2 separate regions of the Rattus norvegicus genome follow, and region 2 is linked to region 1. Evidence: chromatin contacts called from public Hi-C data. All regions are on one chromosome and are shown on one strand. The core of a region is the stretch at or near the end of the contact, and the rest is flanking DNA. Distances in the headings are between cores, read along the strand shown.

The links. A called contact is a pair of places that touch in the nucleus more often than the background predicts.
Region 2: a Hi-C map of liver shows a contact between it and region 1, with 2.8 times the contacts expected there. The contact joins the enhancer-like site here to the promoter of Ece1 in region 1. A contact is called at or near these places in 4 of 12 Hi-C or Micro-C datasets (hepatocytes, kidney and liver).

What each region holds. Positions count from the first base shown.
Region 1 is chr5:155,359,230-155,362,712 of GRCr8, reverse strand. It overlaps Ece1 (endothelin converting enzyme 1), which reads right to left and starts at 1,682. Exons shown (of 19, transcript NM_053596.2): 1 at 1,619-1,682. The coding sequence starts at 1,621. It overlaps LOC134487019 (a long non-coding RNA gene), which reads left to right and starts at 2,226. Exons shown (of 4, transcript XR_010066693.1): 1 at 2,226-2,513.
Region 2 is chr5:155,444,354-155,447,836 of GRCr8, reverse strand. It overlaps Ece1 (endothelin converting enzyme 1), which reads right to left. Exons shown (of 19, transcript NM_053596.2): 11 at 2,423-2,533; 12 at 1,583-1,681; 13 at 974-1,051. Among named protein-coding and RNA genes, the nearest start is that of Eif4g3, 35 kb to the left of the region's middle. Within about 2 kb of position 1,771, at least 4 of the 93 cell types and tissues checked have an H3K27ac peak or open chromatin away from gene starts, as enhancers often do. A contact at or near this core is called in hepatocytes and liver, where this site is marked.

The sequences.
Region 1 (3,483 bases), core at 433-2,932:
AGTCCCAGGCACCTAGGTCATGGCTCCCATTACTCCAGTTACAGGAGACCCAACCCTCTCTTCAGCCCTGCACAGGGACTGGGCACACATGCAAGCCAAACACTCATACAAACAAATTTTTTTTTTAAAAAATGCTTTTAAATGTTCCCAGGGCAGAGGGGTTGTCAGTTGGTTTGTTCAATCTCAGGCTGCCCTTGGACCCAAAATCTGCCTGCCTCGGCCTCCCAAACACTTCGATCAGAGCATTCAAGACCACATCAGACTTTCTGCTGCTTTGTAAGAAGGAAAACGTCCTCTCTGTGAGCAGCTCAGGCCAGGGTGGGGTACAGAAAGAGGATGTTTGACTTCGAAGTCTCTCCCTATTTTATAGCTCTCCCACATCCTCAAGCTTTCAAACAAGAGGTGACCATTCCCTCGATGTGAAACTACCCAGGCAGGCAACACATGCCTGGGAGATTCTTAATGAGGGAAGTAAGTCAGGTCCAAGATGATCTCTGGGCACATTGTGGGGGTGGGGGGCGAGAATTAAGTCATCTGGCTCTAGAGAGACAAATCATGTCTCACGGGAAAAATGCCAGTGGGTAAGAGAGAAAAGGGGTGGGGGGGACTTAATTTCTGATCAGACAAGGGTTGGTCCTGGGGCTGGCGCTGGAGCATCTCCAGCTCTCAACATGGTGCCCCTCCATTCCTCAGTGAACCCCTCAGGCTTGGAAGGGACATCACAGATATAGGCAAATCCCTGAGACCCAAAAGCAGAGAACCCAGGCGGATCGCTCTCCTCAGGTCACACAGGGTGTCCTGGATTCAGTGCACACGGCAAGAGCCCAGCTCTAGGGGAGGCAATCAGGTCCGCAGGGAGAGAAGCAAATGGGTGTGATGGAGAGGTGACCTGAGGCCTTGGCTCTGGGCCAAAGTCAACTGGCCACCCCAAAGCTCCCAAAAGCAGCCAGGTCTGGATTGGATGGATGTCAGGCTTGAGGCTTGAGCCCCCCAAAAAATCCTCTTCCTCAAGGACCCCTTTACCCTGGTGCTTTTGCCCACAAGAGGCAGCACTCGGGCCCTCCTCTGAGGATTCATTATTGGGAGATGCTGGGAACACCAGATAACCCTCGGAACCTCATGCTATCCCCTCCTCTCTGAGCAATCCCTCCTCTTCCCGTAAGCCTGGCAGCCACTGCAGGGTCAGTCGTAGGAGAAAAGTGCCCAGGATGTCTAAAGCGTTCTCGAATCCCAAACTCACTTGAACTATGCGGGGCGTGAGCTCAAGTCCAACTGAACCCCGACGTCTCTGAATCGACCCGGCCTAGCTGCCCACGGTCTCCACGCCAAGCCAAACCAAGCTCAGGGATTTGCACACCCCAAACCTATCTCACCAACTGTCCCCCCAAATCCAGCACGCGATCCCGAGTCTTCCATGCCAGGAGCCGACCAGCAGCCCAGAACTAAGGTCCTCGCAGACCGGACACCCCCCAACTCTCGCCCGGGTCCAAGCTAGCGAACAGCGGGACGCGGGCCTCAGCAGCAGGGGACGCCCAGCTCGCCACGAACCAGCCAGGATGCCACCGCCGCGCGGCTGCCGGGGCTGTCGGGGCTGCGTGGAGCCGCAGGACGTACTCACCATCGCTCGCGGGCTCCGAACGGCCGGGCTTTGGATGCACCTCCCGCTAAGGCTCCGGCTCCCGGTGCTCTGCGCTGAGCTCTACGCTCCGACCGCACGGCTAGCTGCCGGGGCGGCGCGCGCGGCTGGGGCGCCCAGGCCAGAGGGCGGGGCCCGCCGCGAACCAATACTGAAGCGAGGGGGCTGCGGGCCCCAAAGAAACAACCAATCAGGCGCGTAGGTTGGACTCCCCCCACCCCGCGGGCTCCTTAACCCTTGGTATGCTGGAGCGCTGGATACTCTAGCTGCCCCGAATACCGGTGGGTCCAGTGGTGAGGGCTCGAACCTCCAGCTTAATCTAGATCTTGCTGGGACCCTCGCTAGGGACAGACGGAGCCTGTGTCAGGCCCACCTGTGCCCATTTCGGGCTCTGGGAGCCTAAGCGACCTTTGTCTCCTGCCTGGCGCCTGCAACTGTAGTATGACCCTGGGCGCTGCAGCTGTGGGTGTGTTTGTGTGCAAGAAGGAAGAAGGGCAGAGAGGAGGAGACAGAAAAGGGGGAAGGGATGGATTTCACATGCCTGTGTGTTTATGTGGAAAGACAGAAGACTATATTTGGGGATTAGTGTGTGTGTGTGTGTGTGTGTGTGTGTGTGTGTGTGTGTGTGTGTTTACCCGCGCAGGCGCGCGATTCAGAGAGGGGCAAAAGAAAAAGAAGTGGAGTGGAATGGATGCCCAGAAGGCTGGGCACTTACACCTCCAGTAGAGAAACTTTCTCCTTATGCCTGCTGCCCAAGTGCAGAGAAGGGAAGAACAGGAAACTATGTACTGGGTGAGCCGTGCATTTGTGACCTGTTGAGCACACATGTGGGCGTGGCAGAAAGAGTCTTTGTGCCCCTGCTGTGAAAGAGCAGACGGTAAGTTCCGGTTAGTTCCGTTTGGTGTACATGTACATTCGAGCATGCAGTTGAGAGACACGGCAGAGATTTACCAAAACGTTGTGGATGGTTCAGTTTGAGTACAGAGAGGTCAGTGTGGCAAATATGTGTTTTTGTTTGTGTGACTTTGTTGTGTGGCTGGTTTGTTTTTGTTTTTTAAGATAGGCCTCAGGGTTGGAGAGATGGCCAAATGGTTAAGAACTTGTATCGCTCTTACACGGGTAGGGGGAGTGGAGGGTCCCAGCACCAGTATGGTAAGGCTCATAACTGCCTGTAACTTCAGCTGCAAGGAATCCAATGTCCTATCCTGGCATCTACAAACACCGGCATTCACATGTGCACATACTCCACCCCAGGCAAATACATACACGTAATTAAAAACAAACAAATTGCCAGACAGTGGCGGTGGCCTTTGCCTTTAATCCCATCACAGAGGCAGGTGGATCCCTGAGTTCAAGGACAGCCTGGTCTACAGAGCAAGTTCTAGGACAGCCAGAGCCTCATAGAGAAACCCTGTCTCTATCTTGAAAAACCAACCAGCAAAAGAAACAGAGATGGGTCTCAGTAACCTAGCCCAGGCTAGCCCAATCCTACCACTACCTGGAGTGCTTAAGGTTACAGGTGTGCCCACCATGCCCCACCTAATTGACTCTGGTCATTCCTTATGTTTGTATGATACCAAGGAAAGAAACTAAAGTATAAGGGATGTAAGATTTGTGTTCAGAGACAAAGACATCCTGGAGGATTTGAGATGGTGTTCGGAGGGAAGGAAGGAGGGAGGGAGGGAGGGAAGGGAAGGGAAGACTTGGGAAGTCTTGCCTACCATCCACAAAGAGGGAATGAGGAGGAGAGGGCAGAGTGGCTGAAGATAGTGGTGGGTTTGGGAAGAGTGGGAAAAGCTGGATGAAACCACCTTCCAGGGCCTGTCCCTGAGTGTCCCTTGACACAC
Region 2 (3,483 bases), core at 522-3,021, 85 kb before region 1:
CAAGGCAGCTGATTAGCGTTCCAGGCGGCAGGAGCTCCTCCATTACCCCTTGATGCCAGGCTTTGGAAGTGTGCTTCCTCTTTCCCATTAGCATTTCAAGGTCAAAGCTAAAGGTCTAGGCATTCTCTGAGGAGGGAAGAGAGGAGCTCAGGGGCAGGAGGACGCCTGGGAGCAGCAGCAGCAGCAGCAGGTAAGGGGCTCACTTTGCTTACTCGAGGCTTTAGGGTTGCTGATTCTCACTGTGCCTTTGAAGAAACACTTTCTTTGAAGTAATAAACTTAATAAATGTATGTGTACACACATGCACATGCATGCATGCTTACTGTACACTCGTGTGTGACGGGGTGGCCAGAAGGAGTCGTATCTACTGGAGCTTGAGTTGTAGGAGGTCAGGAACTGCCCAAGGCGGGTGCTGAGAACCCAACTCCCGTAAGAGCAGTACGCGCTCTGGACCCGTCCGTCTGTCTGTCTGTCTGAGATAGGGTCTACCTTATAGTCCAGGGTGACCTTGAACTTGCCAAGTAGCCAAAGATGGCCTTGAACCCTGTTCCTCCTGCCCCAGCTTGTGGAGTCCTAGGGTTAGACACATATTGGCATGTCCGGTTGTTCTCCCCTCCTTTTTCCTGCCCCATGCTGTTGGGGATGGAACCTACGGCCTCACACACTCTAAGCACATGCTGTGCCACGGAGGCACCCTGCCCTAGCCGTTCCCACTCCCTCCCTGGAGCCGCCATTCCTAGTGAGGCCCAGAGCTTGTGTTCCAGAAATAACCACAGAGCAATGGCTGATGGTGGCTCTGGGGAGACAGGGACCCCCACTGACCCAGGACCACAAAGGAACAGGGGAAACTTTCCTCATGCCCCGTATCCCTAAACCCCGCCCTACATCACATTGGTATAGGTTGATGGCCACCACCGTGGCCTTGCCTCACATGGGCTTCAGGGAGTTTGAGGGGTAGACGGAAGCCACTTACGTCATTGAACACTTTGTCCAGCTCCTTGGGGTCCATGATGAAGTTGGGGTAGCCTATCATGTTGTAGATGGCGTCCGCCTGGACAGGAGGGATTGGAGTAAAACAGGGTCAAATGGTGCTAGCCAAGCCTGCCCCAGCTCTGTGGGATCCAGCTCAGGGTCCGTGCCAAGGAGAGGCAGGGCTAGCCTCCTGCCCCCTTAAGGATTCTATATCTTTTTCCTGGAAGGAGTCTGGTAAATTCTGTGAAATGTCATTTCCCTCGAGAGAGCATCATGGTTTGGATGTGTCACCCAAAGTTTACACATTGTAACTGATTCTGAGCTGAACGGTTCTGGAAGGTGAGCGAGTCACACAGCCTTCCTTGGTCCTCATGAAGGACAGCCACGGTTGCAGGAATGAGAGGGACCGAGGGTTACTTAACACAGGAGCTGGCTCTTACGAAAGGGTTGGCCTAGTCCCTTCCAGGGTGGGCACCCCCCTTGTCCTTTCCCTTCTGCTATGGGATATCCCTGACTCTATGCCACGGGGGCCTTCAGGATGTCCTGAGTCCCACTAGAATCACAGGGCACAATGGCATCCACACACATCTGAACTGCCAGGTAGCCTCACCTTCTCCTTGGCTGACCTCCGAGTATCTTCATCCATCCATTTCAGGGTGCTCAGGCTCTCCTCGAATGCCTTCTTGATCTCCAGGATGATCTCGCTGGCCTGAGGGACAGATGCCACGCCAGTGAGGGCTGGGCTCTGGCATCACCAACTAAGGACATTGCATCACCGGGAGCCCTGTGCCTAACTAAGGACATTGCATCACTGGGAGCGCTGTGCTTAAAGGACACCGCCGGCCAAAGGCTAAACTCAGGACTGGGTCAGGGAGGATCCATGTTTCCTACCCATCCTCTCCTTATAGGATCCTTCGAGCCAAGGCTGGCCTCCCGCTAACAGGACTGGGGTCAAGTGAGATGAGGCAGACTTTCAGGAAGTTGACGCAGTCTCTGTTGCTGGACTTTTCAGAGCCTCTCACATGGGCAGGTGCACTGTGAGCCCTTCCGTGATGGCTAAAATCCTCGGCCATTCCCAGACTGACCAGAGCACAGAAATCATTCTGAATGGAATGAGGTTTGAAATCTAGGGACAGTTTCCAAAAGGTTGCGGTTGCTACGGAAACAAACAGGAGCTCTGGAAAGGTAACTACATCATGGCCGGACCTGGAGGTCGGAGACAGGTTGAAGATTCTGGAGAAGAGGGGGGAGGCCCTCCACAGCAGCCGAGGTGACAGACCGAAGGGGGCGAGCCCTTGACTCCCGCTGGACTCTGTGTTAACCACAGACTGACATAAGCTCTACGCAGTCAGTACTGTTAGTGACCACAGCGAGGGCTGGGGCTGGGGCCTTAGTACGTGTGGGGCCCTGGGTTCAATCCCCAGCACCCTGAACACAGAGAGGCACTTACTATGTTCTTGCTGTCCTCCGCAAAGGTTGCTTTCACAAACATGGGGCCCAGGGCAAAGCCCAGGTTGTTTTCTGTGTCACTCACGCAAAACTTCCAGCGGGGAAGACAGGTCTGGAAAACACACATGGCTGCCAGTGGGACACACACATGGCTGTTTGTGGGAACAGCTTCCTTCTCCCAGCCCCTTTCCACCCGAGAACGGTGCCACCAGGCGCTTGTGCTTTCTTCTGGAGCCTTGGAGATACATTTTCTGGCCCAGTGGAGGCTACTTTAGGTACTGAGCTGAGAAGACTCAGGGCTAGGGACATAGCTCAGTGACAGAATGCTTGCCTGGCATGTAGGAGGCTGTGATTCTGTCACCAGTACTGAAGGGGGAAAAAAGATAGGCATGGTGGCCTTGAGTTGGTGACGAGGTTTGAGACTAGCCTGGGCTACAAAGTAAGACCCCCTTTCTCTCTTCAGCCTGGTACCAAAAGGTCTGGGATGTAGCTCAGTTAGAGTGTGGGATGCAAGGGGCCCTGGATTCATGTCCCAGCATCATAAAACGCTAGGTATGGGGCTGGGTACGGTGGCTCACGCTATTAGTCCCAGCTCTCTGCAGACAGAGGCAGACAGATCTTTGTGTGTTCAAGGTCAGCCCGGTCCACATAGTATGTTCATAGCTAATCAGAGCTACCGAGTAAGAGTTAGACACAGACACAGACACAGACAGACACACAGACACACACAATTGGGCATGGTAATGCACACTTGTGATCCCAGCATTGGAAAAGTAGAGGCAGAAGGACCAGGAGTTCAAGATCATCCTTTTCAGGTACACTATGAGTTCAAGACCAGCCTGGGCTACATGATATGCTAACACACACACACATACACACACACACACACACACACACACACACACACACGTAAATAAGAAAGAAAAATAGTGGCCCCCACGTGAGGATCACATGCCACACAAGGGAAGCAGCCATCGATAGAGTGCAGGGGCCGAGTAAAGAGTCTATAAACCACCTTTGCTCCCAATCAGTTTCATTGCTAAGATATCTCTTGGCTCTCTG